Linked DNA regions of Gossypium hirsutum: region 2 is linked to region 1. Evidence: chromatin contacts called from public Hi-C data. All regions are on one chromosome and are shown on one strand. Each heading gives the region's core, a stretch centred on a gene start, on an enhancer-like site or on the middle of the called end of the contact. The rest is flanking DNA. Distances are from core to core; before and after follow the strand shown. Region 1 holds the start of LOC107910123 (ferrochelatase-1, chloroplastic). Region 2 holds the start of LOC107910137 (protein KTI12 homolog).

The links. Hi-C and Micro-C count contacts between places; a contact is called where the count stands out from the background.
Region 2: a Hi-C map of leaf shows a contact between it and region 1, with 1.8 times the contacts expected there. The contact joins the promoter of LOC107910137 here to the promoter of LOC107910123 in region 1. A contact is called at or near these places in 3 of 34 Hi-C or Micro-C datasets (all in leaf).

Annotation. Positions count from the first base shown.
Region 1 is chrD02:46,043,481-46,049,883 of Gossypium_hirsutum_v2.1, reverse strand. It overlaps LOC107910123 (ferrochelatase-1, chloroplastic), which reads right to left and starts at 2,689. Exons shown (of 6, transcript XM_041088576.1): 1 at 2,536-2,689; 2 at 1,991-2,369; 3 at 1,507-1,806; 4 at 1,254-1,397; 5 at 984-1,085; 6 at 1-370. The coding sequence starts at 1,602. It also overlaps the pseudogene LOC121203147.
Region 2 is chrD02:46,246,006-46,252,408 of Gossypium_hirsutum_v2.1, reverse strand. It overlaps LOC107910137 (protein KTI12 homolog), which reads right to left and starts at 2,927. Exons shown (of 4, transcript XR_005910270.1): 1 at 2,863-2,927; 2 at 1,546-2,547; 3 at 827-1,003; 4 at 334-749.

The DNA of each region.
Region 1 (6,403 bases), core at 1,440-3,939:
ACTTGTTTGCTTCAAAACGAATTATGCTCATTTTTATATTAGAGGACCCAATTTGCTCTTGAATTTCTAATAGTTTAACCAACAAAAGTCTTACATGACCTAACAAAAAACCTCTCCAACTAAATTGCACGCATAACTTGTTTCTCCTTTTGTCATAAATGTTGATGAAATTGTTGGAAGTTTCTCCTTTTGTCCATAATGTTGCCCGTGATCGACTGAAGAACATTGCCTTCCTAGAAGTGATAGTTGTAGCTAGTGCACCCCTGTTCACAAAGCCTTGCATTAATATGGCTCCAGTGTCAACATTTTGAGCTATAGCCACTGCTAAACCTTTGTCATCCCATTTGATACCGTCCAACAATGTATCAACCTAAAATTAAAACTTTTAGATATTTAGGTCCTTATAGATGTGCGGTTTTTCAAAATATACAGAAGTCTAAGAGAATATATATACAAAATCAATGAGATACCATACAAGAATAACAACTTCACTATAACCATGCGTCTACATAGTGCAAAGAACTACCATATTGTATTTTCACTACCATACATGCGGAGGGCAGGAACACGACCCCAATTCTCGATTCCGGATTCAAGAGCTAAGTGCTTATATTCCATGTCAATCTCTTCCAGTTGTGGAAATGGAGAACTGAGGATATAATGGCAACACAACAAGCTTTTTTATCCTGTCTAGCTTAATCTGTGTTGCACATAATAAATGCTTATCGGTAATCAGTATATAACCCGAATTGAATTTGAAGATAGATCATTCAATGCTACACAGAGAATTCCAAATTAATATATGAGGTATAAAGTTCTTCAAAGGCATAACCAAATAAGAGTATCCCTCATGTAAGGATTTAATCAACTTAACAACCACATTAAATATCAACAAAAGCACAACAGAAAGAGCTCACTCTCCGTATATGGTATCATACAAGTTCAAAACACATGCAAATTTCTTAGGCTATCAAGAGACGAACCTGCTCAATGACCTCCTCTGTGAATGAATACCAATATCGCATTCCAACATACACACTGACATTCACATTATTTGCCTCCAAAGCCATTCGAAGAGCATTTGCCTGCAACGAGTTCTTTAAACTATAAATATACTTGCCAGTTTCCCCAAAGCACAGCATGGTTCGTTTTGGAAAAAAATATCCATATAAAAGTACAATAGTTCATTTTCAAGCTACTAGCTCAGGACAAAGTAACAAGCAAATTTCTACAATCAAGGGACTTGATTTTACCTGTTCATCGGTTATTTTACGCAAAGGTGAGCCGCCACCAATGGCAGCATACCCTTCTTCACTTTTCGGAGCTCGAAGAACAGATATTAGCTTCGCCAATGGCCGTTGAAGTAACTTAAACAGCCCAGGCAACCGTATTATATCCTGCACAAAGAAACATCATCACCTCAACACCATTGTAACTTGAAACCCACAAATGTTCATATGAAATACACACACACAAAACAAAAAAAGAACAAGCAAAATAATGTACAAGATCAGCAAACAAGTTATATAGAAAAGGTTGAACATCTTTAAGTGTCTCTGGCCCTCCAAGGTTCAAAAGAAGAACCCCAATTTTTTCCTCCATGGCATGTGAGTGATGAGATTCCACAACATCATTTTCACCTAAGGTGTAAACCCCCACCCTGCAAATTGCTTGCAAATGCAGATTTCTCCTCTGAATTAGGCCATCACTGAGAAAGGGTCCTTTGATAAGGGCTTTAGATAAAGGTTTATTCACACCATTGAATCCATTAGATGAATGTCGTGAGAAAGACGCAATGCGTCTGCCCTGATGAATCACCAGAAAAAAAACAATATAAAGAAATGGACAAATCCAAGAATTTCATCTTTGATTCACAAAAAGAAGAGCTAAGAACAATCTTAGGTTCTATAAAGTTAAAAAAAACCCATTCAGAAAAAAACTATAAAGCATAAACCTCTAATTAATAGTTTAAAGAAAATAAAAGGATTACCTTGAAAATCTATCATCAGAATAGCAGAGACTGGAACCACAGAGTTTGATATATGAAAGAACTCCAGATAAAGATGCTGCCTCCATGATTTTTATCAAAAATAAGAGTTGGAATCTGGGTATTAGGTGAATTTGGGAGAGATTTTCCACGGGTTAGTTGAGAAAAAAATGGCGAAAATTGTTTATAAAGAAAACTGGAAATATCAGATTAAAAACTGCGTTGGTTCCCAAGATTGAACGTATTATTAATGCCTCCAAAAATGTTGCTTCAAACACCCCCTCATAAAAGCCTTTCTTGAGAATTACTGAAGTCGGTTGATTAAGCGACGGCAGAACCGATGGCAGAACCGATGGAAGGGAAAAGAAATTACAGAGATAATCTATGAAGAAAATAAAAGAAAATAAAACGAGAAGAACCGATGGCAGAACCGAATGAGATAATCCATAAAGAAAATAACAACAACAACAGAGATAATCCATGAAGAAAATAAAAGAAACGAACGAGAAGAATAGATGGCAGAATCGATGGAAGGGAAAAGAAATTACCTCTGGAAGGGAAACTTGGGAGAATCGGAAGCTTGATAAGGGCAGAAAATAGAAAAGAAAAGATGAAAAGCGGGCGGAATCCCTAATCGGCGCTGAGGGGGCGTAATAGCTATTACGGGCAATGGGAGTAATAGGATAGTAACCGATTCGGGATGTAATGTTATTACAGTGAACCAAACAGCCGTTTGGTTGTGGGCCCGCTGTATAGGGGGGAATGCATGCCTACTCCCCCAACCAAACGCCCTCTAATAGTATTCTTGTGTTTGGTTGAATGGAATGATGTTGTAATAGTATAATAAAAAAAATTAAAATGATTAGAGTACCCTTAGCATAAATTTTTTTGTAGGTAATTATTGTTATTGTTATTAAATTTTAATAGGATTATTATTAAAAATAATTTAATAAAAAATAATTTAGTCATATTTTAATATAATTATTATTAATTATAATTTGATAAAAATAAAAAAAATAATTTAATAATATTTTTAATATAATTATTTTAATATAATTATATTCAAATATTTTATTTTAAATTATATTTTGAAATTAAATATTTTATATTAAATTATATTAAAATATTTCGAATATCTTATTTTCAAATTCCAAGTTCTAAAGGACTAATCTGGAAATTATTATTATTTTGTTATTCAATGTAGAATTGAATAGTCATTCTTTGATTTGGTGATACCAAAGAATAACTATTACTAGAAGACAAGTAATATAGAAGTAATGATCATTTTATTGAATGAATATTACACTCAACCAAATAAACAAAATAAACGAATATTACATTCAATGAATTTGGGGAATAACATTCCCCCTACCAGACATGGTAAGAAAAACAATGTACATCAACACATTTCCATTTTTTTTAATTTATTTTGAATTTTATAAAAGGTTTAACTTATATATTGATATTTGAATTATACTTAGTATTTAATTTTTAATCATAAATATTATCTAAACTCTTTTTTCTAAAGATGGTATTTTTATTAGTTCAACGATTAGTTAAATCATTAACCTTATTTAAAAAAAAAGAGTTAATATATATTTTGCCACAACATTAAAATCTAAAATAAATATTAATAAATCAGAATCTGTCATATTAAATCATTAAGAATAAATCAAAAAAAAACTAGATGCGAAAGCATACTTGAAGTCATGGATTTCTTGAATTTTTCAAGTATTGTGATTTTGATGTTCCAAAATAGCATACAAGTAATTTTGAGAAGGAGACTCTCTCTTTTCTAAAGATTAGATATTAGAAAAGTTATCTATGTGTAATTTGGGGATCATAACTCTAATATATATAACTTTTGCACATTAACCCTAATTTTTAATCAGCCCATCATCAATTAAAAATTAATTACTAAAGTATCTACACATATTTGGTTCATACTTTATTTAATAACTAAAGCTCAATAAATCTTAACCAAATTTGATCAATTTTTATATGTAATTACTCTTGTTATATATGTGATATTTATATTTTTTAACAATTTGAACTCAAACTAATCCAAAAGAAAGTGAACTTCTAACCAATAACTTACAACTTGGATTCAATAAATATTCAATTAAATATTATTGTAACAATGTATTTATCTTTTCATATTTTTATATAAATATTCAAATAGAACGAATACAAATAACCAAGAGTTCAAGAATCAAACCTGCAACACAAAACCTTCATCAATTCACCTTACTCCACCTATAATTCCCTTATACTATGTTTGATTATTAGTGAAATAACATGAGAAAAAGTTTATTTATTACATAGGTATTACACTAGTGAAATATAAAATATAAAATAATTAGTAAAATTTTAAACTTAAAATTAGAAAAATGAGTAAAAAATTCAGTAAAAAAAAAACCTTCTTCAAAGTAAACGATGTTTTTTCCCTTTTTGCTAAAAACAAATCATGAGAATGACTAAATCATATCAGTTTAATTAGCTTATTGTTAACTCATATACTAAAACATACAAAATGCATTAATCAATAATTTTTTTATATAAAGATTTTACTTCCACCATAATGATAAAATAATCTAGTATATATATAAAATATAATTAACAGGTTTAAGTAAAACTGATTTTTAATATAGTTTATGAACAGAAATCGATACAATATTAACCAAAGAAGAAAAAAAAAGGTTGAGTTGAAGCTAGTAGACAGATTTTGGATAGTAGCAAAAGCAAAAGCAAAAAAAAAAAAAAAACCCCGACTCTTGAAAGATATCTAAATCTGAAATCGATAATCAAATTACAGACTGAAACAAAGGCAATCGAGAAAATCACCTTAAATGAAAAAAATTTCATACATACAACCAAGTGTCAAGTTGCATTGCCAAATGCAAATGTTTTTACCTTCTGACCTCATCAATCTGTGTTTATTCATCTGGAACATAGAAATCGAACTTGACATCGATACATCCAGACCTTTCTCCAGTATCTTTGTACTCGATATTTGTTATTGTTCCAGCTCCATTCACTTCTTGATATTCTGCCTTCACTCGCTGAACAGGGACCGTGACGGAGTAAATAGTCCCTAGATCAGAATCTGTTGAGACACTAAGTTGAACCTTGTCTTTTGACTCCATCTCAACAAAATCCGACGGGGTCCTTACGATGTTCTTAACAATCTTCTGTTTCGCCTCATCACTAACTGCACAACGATCAGATAACAGAAGCATCTTCAAAGCTGCTTTGCTATATTTGCATTAGAACTCCTTCTGGTTGCTGGAGAAGGGAAAACTATTTTCCATGCCAAGTTAAGTCGCTCAAAGAAGCTCATGTTTATGGCATTCAAGAGTATGCTTTCAACCTCTTGGCTGCCAGTATTTGGTGATATCTTATAACCTCCCAATATTCCAGCTAAACCTTTAGTTTGATCATGAATGTTTCGGCCATTCATTGTCATTCCAGTCCATTTCAGTGTAATTCCAGAAAAACTTGATCTTCCATTCATGAAGCACGTAAAATCTACCTATAAGAAATCAAAATATGACCATGCATTAGCATTTCTTCTAAATTTTACATTCTAAAAAACTCACTAGCCAGTTCCTTCTACTTCTAACAAACAGTGGTCTTTATTGATATCTAATGTACGACCAAAATAAGAAGAATGGAACATTTGGCACTTTTCCATAGCATTGAAGACTACAGAGCATGTTTATACACCTATAGTAATTAATGGTGCTTTCTGCCAAACAATGCACTTTTTTTTCAAGCAAGCAACAATTTATGCCAATGCCTAGTAGCAATGCAAATACATGCTCCTATAACAACAAAGGGCACCAAACTAGAGCAGCAGCAGAGACCACAAAAACCACCACCATCCAGAATCAAGGAGCTAGAGAACTTGACTATTTGTTTGAAATGATAACTTTCAATGAAACCAATAATAAGAAAGTTGCTGCAATTACCACTGCCACCAACGCTTTACTCAAAAGTTCAACTACACACGAGTAATAGAAAGACCATTCGAGCATCAGCGACAGCCATTAACAGAAATAGCACATACCACCACCTAACATATAATCCACAATCGATGGCAATGCATTTACTTTTAGTTCCTAAGTCACTATTGGTTAATTTCATTACCTTAGGAGCTAATTATCACAGGCAGGAGGTTAAAGTCTTGTGATGAACAAGCATAGCATTGACTAACGCAGAGCACAAAACTCATCAAGCTCAGATCTTCCATTTTACCATCATCTGGTATGAGTATGAGTATGACTATGAACATCTAATCAAAGGGAGGAAAGGTAAGGATGCCGTATCTAACATATTCATATCTAATGATATTCCAAAAAGTGGTGATGGATGGTATAATTTGCATAAATGTTATAGTCATTTAATGTCCTTACT
Region 2 (6,403 bases), core at 1,678-4,177, 200 kb before region 1:
ATGGAATCTAAGCTTGCTCTTTGGAAAGCTAAATTTCGTGGACAAGGTGGTAAACTTACCTCGATCAAGTCAAATTTGTCAAGCTAACTGCTTTACCAATTATCCTGCTCCCGAGCTCTAAAGAAATATGCAATGAATGGATCATTGATGCGCAAGTTTTGGTGGGGTAAAGACCAAAATACTACATTACATAAACTGTGATCAAATTTGCACTAGTAAGTTATCTGGAGGACTAGGCATAAGAAAAAATGAACATCATGAATAAAGCTCTACTAGCAAAGCAAGCATGCAGAATTGTTAGTTATCATAGCTAGCTCTTCAAGGAAACCTTGGTAAAAACGTATTGCTATGATGAAAATTTCCTTCAATGCGAACCAAAATCAGGTAACTCGTGTACTTCGAGAAACATTATGAACATAAGAGATCTAATCAAGCATAACATCACATAACAGAGAGAAAATAGGTTAAGTGATCCAAGCAATTTGGAGGAAGAGAATTATGAATAGGTTCAAGATGAATTGCAAAGTATGGACCCTCGAAGATGGTGGGAAGCAAAATCTCTATTTGAAGGCAACAAAAGACCGAGATGGTAACTTTTTAGTAAAATCATCATACTCTCACGAGCTCAACAATCAAAGTGGCAGATGGTTGAATTCCCACAACATGAACATTTCGAAGATGCTTGAAGGATGTTGTGGTCGGCTAAAATACCTTTTAAGATTGCCGTTTTTGTGTGGAAGATGCACTACCTTGCAAAGCCAAAATTCACAAAAGAATTAGATCCATGGCTACTGAGTGCACATTCTGTTAAAGCTGAAATAGAGACCTTATATCATCTCTTTTGCAAATGTAACTTTGCAAAGCAGTTTGGTTTGGCTCACCCCTTAAAATCCGTACGTATAACCTTGGAGTTAATTTAGTAAGGGATAGGATCATGCTAATCATGGAACATGCAAGGGGCGAAGAACTCATGCCTGAAGACTTCGGTGGCTTTTCCATTACTCTGTGGAACATTTGGACCCATAAGAACAACGTTTAATTTGAAGGTGCCACACCAAATACCACAACAGTGTTGAGATCAACATACAAAGTTTAAAAAAAAAAAAAAAAAAAACTCTAAATTTAAGCTTCAAAGCACGTTTTAAAGAGCCGAGATTTTTTTTTTTCCTCGTTACTGCAATTGTTGGTATTAGTTTAGCACATTTGGAGAATGGCAAAGAACTTAATTCATCACATCCACAAACTCAGAAAGTCTTTAGAAAATTCACAAAATGTAAAAAGAAATAGAACCCTTCAATCATAGATGCAAATGACATTGATGATTAGATATGATTGATGCTGTCCTTTAATCATTCATCATACGCATCAATATAACATGTCCTGCAAATGTAAACTGTTCTCTTAATGACTCTCAATGCCGAGTCTAAAGATAATTATGAGACAATCTAAAATGGATCTTTGGAGAAAGTAAAAGTAGAAAATAAAGTAGTGACCTTTGACAACACTGTTCAAGGTATAAAACTAGGTAAGTATTAGTAGTATTACCCTCTTTCAAGCAATAGTTCCAAGTTCTCGATTCAGATAGTCTACAAACATCCTCTTTGCACTGTTGGAATCGGAAGGGGGAGGTCGTCCACTCAAACTTGTTTGTCCTGTTAACTTGATGAATGTTCTCCGTAATCTCCGTAGCTCCGGCAACCCAACCGATCTAGAAATATCGATATTCGGTAAACCTTGACCAATGGAGATATTGGCAAGAGGTCCTCCAATTGACTGGGATTGTGCTTCCACAATAGCATTAATCACCTCCTGCGTGGCTCTGTCCATCTCATACAGTGAATTTGCCTCTGAAAACCGGGTATTTTGTGTGGCAATGGTTGGCTGCAAAATCTTAACATCCCGAGATTTCGAGTCTGCTTTTTTTGTCAAATACAAAACCACATCTACAATGGCAATAGAAGATCTCTCCACTCCATCATTATGAGCCCATAGCTCGAACAAAGGCGAATCCCAACGATTTCTTCTATCCGGTTTCTCAAATCTTCTAACTAAATCCTCAAATATCACATCATTATATGCAGCCTCTCCCTTCTCCCGACGCTCTTCATTCCATTTCCTACAGTGCGATTCTCCAACATCACAGTACAACACACAGTACCTTATCCCAGCAGCACGAGCCAAACACCACAACTCGTATCGATAACCCTTGATACTGTTCAAAGAATCAACTATAATGATATTATCTTTGGAGACAGACCTATCAACTTCGGACCTAAGCACTCCCCGTAAATTCTTCTCTGATGGCATATTAGCATAGCTCTGATTACGATCAAGATGAAATGAAGTCTCATCGATGATCCTTACAGTCTGTTTGCACTCTGATTCATTCAGAGCTTCAGCTAGACATTTCGCAGCTGTCGACTTCCCACTGCACGGCTGCCCACAAATTACCACCAATGCCATCTTTTTTTAAAGTCTTATTCTTACTCTTAATACAAAACTGGGTTTAGACCGCAGCTCGCTAAGCTGCAGTTCCTTGAAATCTCACTGTTCATAAATTAAGAAAGTAATTCAAATCAAGAATTTCTTTTGCCTCAAATTTTTACATATACTTGCTAATATATTCAAAGTTTTCAGATTACATAAGACATGTATAGTTTTATAGGAAACTATATGGAAGATATAACTGAAACACAGACTGTATTTCAGCAAGATGCAGAAACAAAATAAATAATCAAGAAAAATTGCAAAAGAATTAAATTAGGGATCAGAAGAATCCTGAAAAAAGCAGTAAGAAAAAGGGCCAAAGATTAAACCGCCAAAAAGTTCTAAAAACTTGAAAACCCTAGTTAAGTAAATTACCTTGGTCGGAGATTTGAATAACAGACAGGCAGAGAGGGAGGTCGCGTTAGGAGGAATCCGCTTCCATCATATTTTTGCGCTTTATGGATTTTCTTATATTTGGGCCCTTTGATTTGGTCAAGATTGGGCCTTCAGTCTCAACTTACCAATGAATATATGTTAAATTCTGTTATTAGTCCCTGCATTATGTGTTAGTTGTGGAATTAGTTCAGCTACTTTAATTTGGCCAATTTTTATTGTTGTACTTTTTAAATTTTAAACTTCCAGTTGACCCAAATGATATAAATTGAGTCCCTTAGGTCAAATTAAGCTATTAGTCCTATATTATGCGTAAGTTGTGAATTTAATCTCTATTCTTCAATTTGATTATTTTTAGTATCTATACTTTTTATATTTTTAAAATGGGATAATGGCAAGAAAGGCCCTTGTACTTTAGGTTTGTTCTAATGTGACACATATTTTCAAAATGTCCAATTTCATACATGTATTTTTTTCGTTAAATATTTCGGTACCTAACCTTGATTACGTCATATTTTATGTTGATGTGGCATGTTGCCCAATCAAGGGCTACCACGTGATTGTTTGTTGACATTTGACCAGGTAGGTGACGGCCTTACGAGCTATTCTTCTTTTTCGTAGAATATTTGGAAATATATAACATTTTTATTGAAAATTATATTCCTTTCAAAAATATATTTTTTTATAAATTCATTTTAAAAATATAAAAATTATATTCTTTTAAAAATATTTTTTTTAAATATAAATTGTTTAAATATGTTGTTTTTGTTATAAATATTTTATTATTAGGTGGATGTTCATCAAAATCAAGATAAGTTTGACGTATATTATGACTCTAATGTTTATTAAAAGTAGACCTGTTCATGGGTCAGGCCACCTGAGCCGGCTCGAAGGTATGCTAAAAAAGTGGAAGGGTTTCGGTAAAAATATAAGTTCGAAAAATGGGCTTGGACAAAAAAAATAATGCCCATTTAAAAATTGAGTTGGGCCTCAGGTAAGGCTCTTTTGGCTCGAGCTCAGCCCAAATTAGCAAAAAGACAAAAAAATGCTATTTTATTATTGTTTTCTTGTTGTTTTTCACTGTTTTACTACCATTTCACTATTATATTACTATTATTTTGTTATTATCGTTTGCGTATTGTATAACTCTTATTTTATTGTTAATTTTGTTACTGTTTTAGAGACATTTGCTTGTTAAGTTACACCTATCTTACTATTATTTAAGTATGAATATTTTTTTAATTTATTTTCAATTTGTTGGGAAACATTTATTTGAATGTTTTTAGTATTTTTGATGTATTATATTTTAAAATTTTTTATAAAAAAATAATGTAAAAAATTAATTCGATCGGGCCGGACCCATGTTTTTAGCATTTTTATTCGGCTCGAACTTGGTCAAAGTTTTAGGCCCATTTTTAGGTTGAGCCAAGCCCGAGCCTAAAATTTTGGCAAGGCCCAACCTGAATCTGTCTCGGCTCGACCCATGGACAGGTCTAAATAGAAATAGAGTTTTATACTTCTTATATCTATAAATATAGACTTTAGAGAAACATTGTAACTATCAGATAAATTAATAAAATATGCTCTCTTTTACTAACATATTTCTTGCTCATTTACTCTTTTTATTATTTATTTATTTCATAACACATTGTCAGCATGATCCTCATGAAAAAAGAAAATTCCTCTCAAAATTCTCTAAAAAAACCCTTTTTGTCTCTTTTTTTAACCCTTTCTTGTTATTTTATAACCTGTTCTAGGCAAGGTAAAAGAAATGGTTATAATAATTCTTTTCACCATTATAAGTGGAAAAATAAAGATAGGAAAAAGAAATAAGAATTTCCAAGAGAACCCTATATAGAGTGGAATAACTTAAGTTATCAAAGGCCATTGGTTACGCACCTGTCATATGCCTAAACATTTAGTCAAACTCTATCAAGATTCCATCAAGCGAAAGAGAGACAATATGGAAACGAATATAAAATGATGGTGAATCAAATTTGGCATGCCAGATTGATGATCGTGACAAATCTAAATAATAAAAGGATATTGAGATTGTCTCTATGATGGTGATAATTTAAATGCTAACATGTCAATTTTTAGGATTTTTATAATTGTTATAATATATTGCTATTGATATTCATTACTAAAATTTAAGTTTATAATAAAAGGCCACACCATATTTTTAAAATAAATGTGGTAAGAATTAAAATAACGAAGTGTGGTGGTTAAGTGGTTAAGTGCTCTTAAGCTACCTTAGATGTATTAAGTTCAAGTCTCCCTTGTTTTTATCTTTTTATTTAATTTTTTTAACACAATTTCCATATGCATAATGTTCTTGTTGTCCACCCCATTGTTACCATCTTTAGGAGGATTCATTTCTCTCTTTATGAGTCAAACTTACCATCTTTAGGATGATTCTCCATTTCACTCCATGTTTCCCTCTCTTGTCAATACTTTATATCTTGCATTTTATTGTGGTTCATTAAACCTACTCACAGTTAACCAAGCTTTCACCACCCTTTTCCGTCCCTACCTCCCTATTACTTTTATCTTTTCATCTTTTTATTTAATTTTTTAACACAATGTCCATGTGCATAATGTGCTTGTCGTCCACCCCATTGTTACCATCTTTAGAAGGATTCCTTTCCCTCTTTATGAGTCAAACTTACCATATGTTGAGGTAACATGATCCTCATTTCACTTCATGTCTCCCTCCCTTGTCAAAACTTTATATCTTGCATTTTATTGTGGTTCATTGAACCTAGTCACAGTTGACCAAGCTTTCACCACCCTTTTCCGTCCCTACCTCCATATTGCTTCTATCCTTTCACTTTTTCATTTTCACAAAATAACAGTCTCTTCATACAGCCGTGTGTCTTATTAATTTTTAGGTGTAGGTTTTTCCACATGGCATCAGGTTGTTACACGGCCTGGAGACACAGTTGTGTGCCCCTCACTTCGAATTGTACACGGTTGGCCACACGACCATGTTCCTGAGCCACACAGCCTGGGCTCTGTCACACGGTTGTGTGACCCCTGTTTTCAAATTTTTCTACGTTTTTCTATTTTGTTTCAGATTAGTCCTTGTTGTTTCCAAACTATTTTTAAGGTTCCGTAAACCCAATTTAAGTTCCATTTTCATATATATGTTATGAATAATGATTGACTATTGATTTATGATAACTAAATTGAGCTATGAATTGTTTTGATTTATAATTGAACTGAAATTTTGAAAATGTTGCAAATTAATCCTAGTTAAATTCTGGATAGTATTAGAGCAGACATAAGCTCATATATGTACACGGTTGGCCACATGACCATGTTCCTGAGCCACACAGCCTGGGCTCTGTCACACGGCCGTGTGACCCCTGTTTTCAAATTTTTCTACGTTTTTCTATTTTGTTTCAGATTAGTCCCTGTTGTTTCCAAACTATTTTTAAGGTTCCGTAAACCCAATTTAAGTTCCATTTTCACATATATGTTATAAATAATGATTGACTATTGATTTATGATAACTAAATTG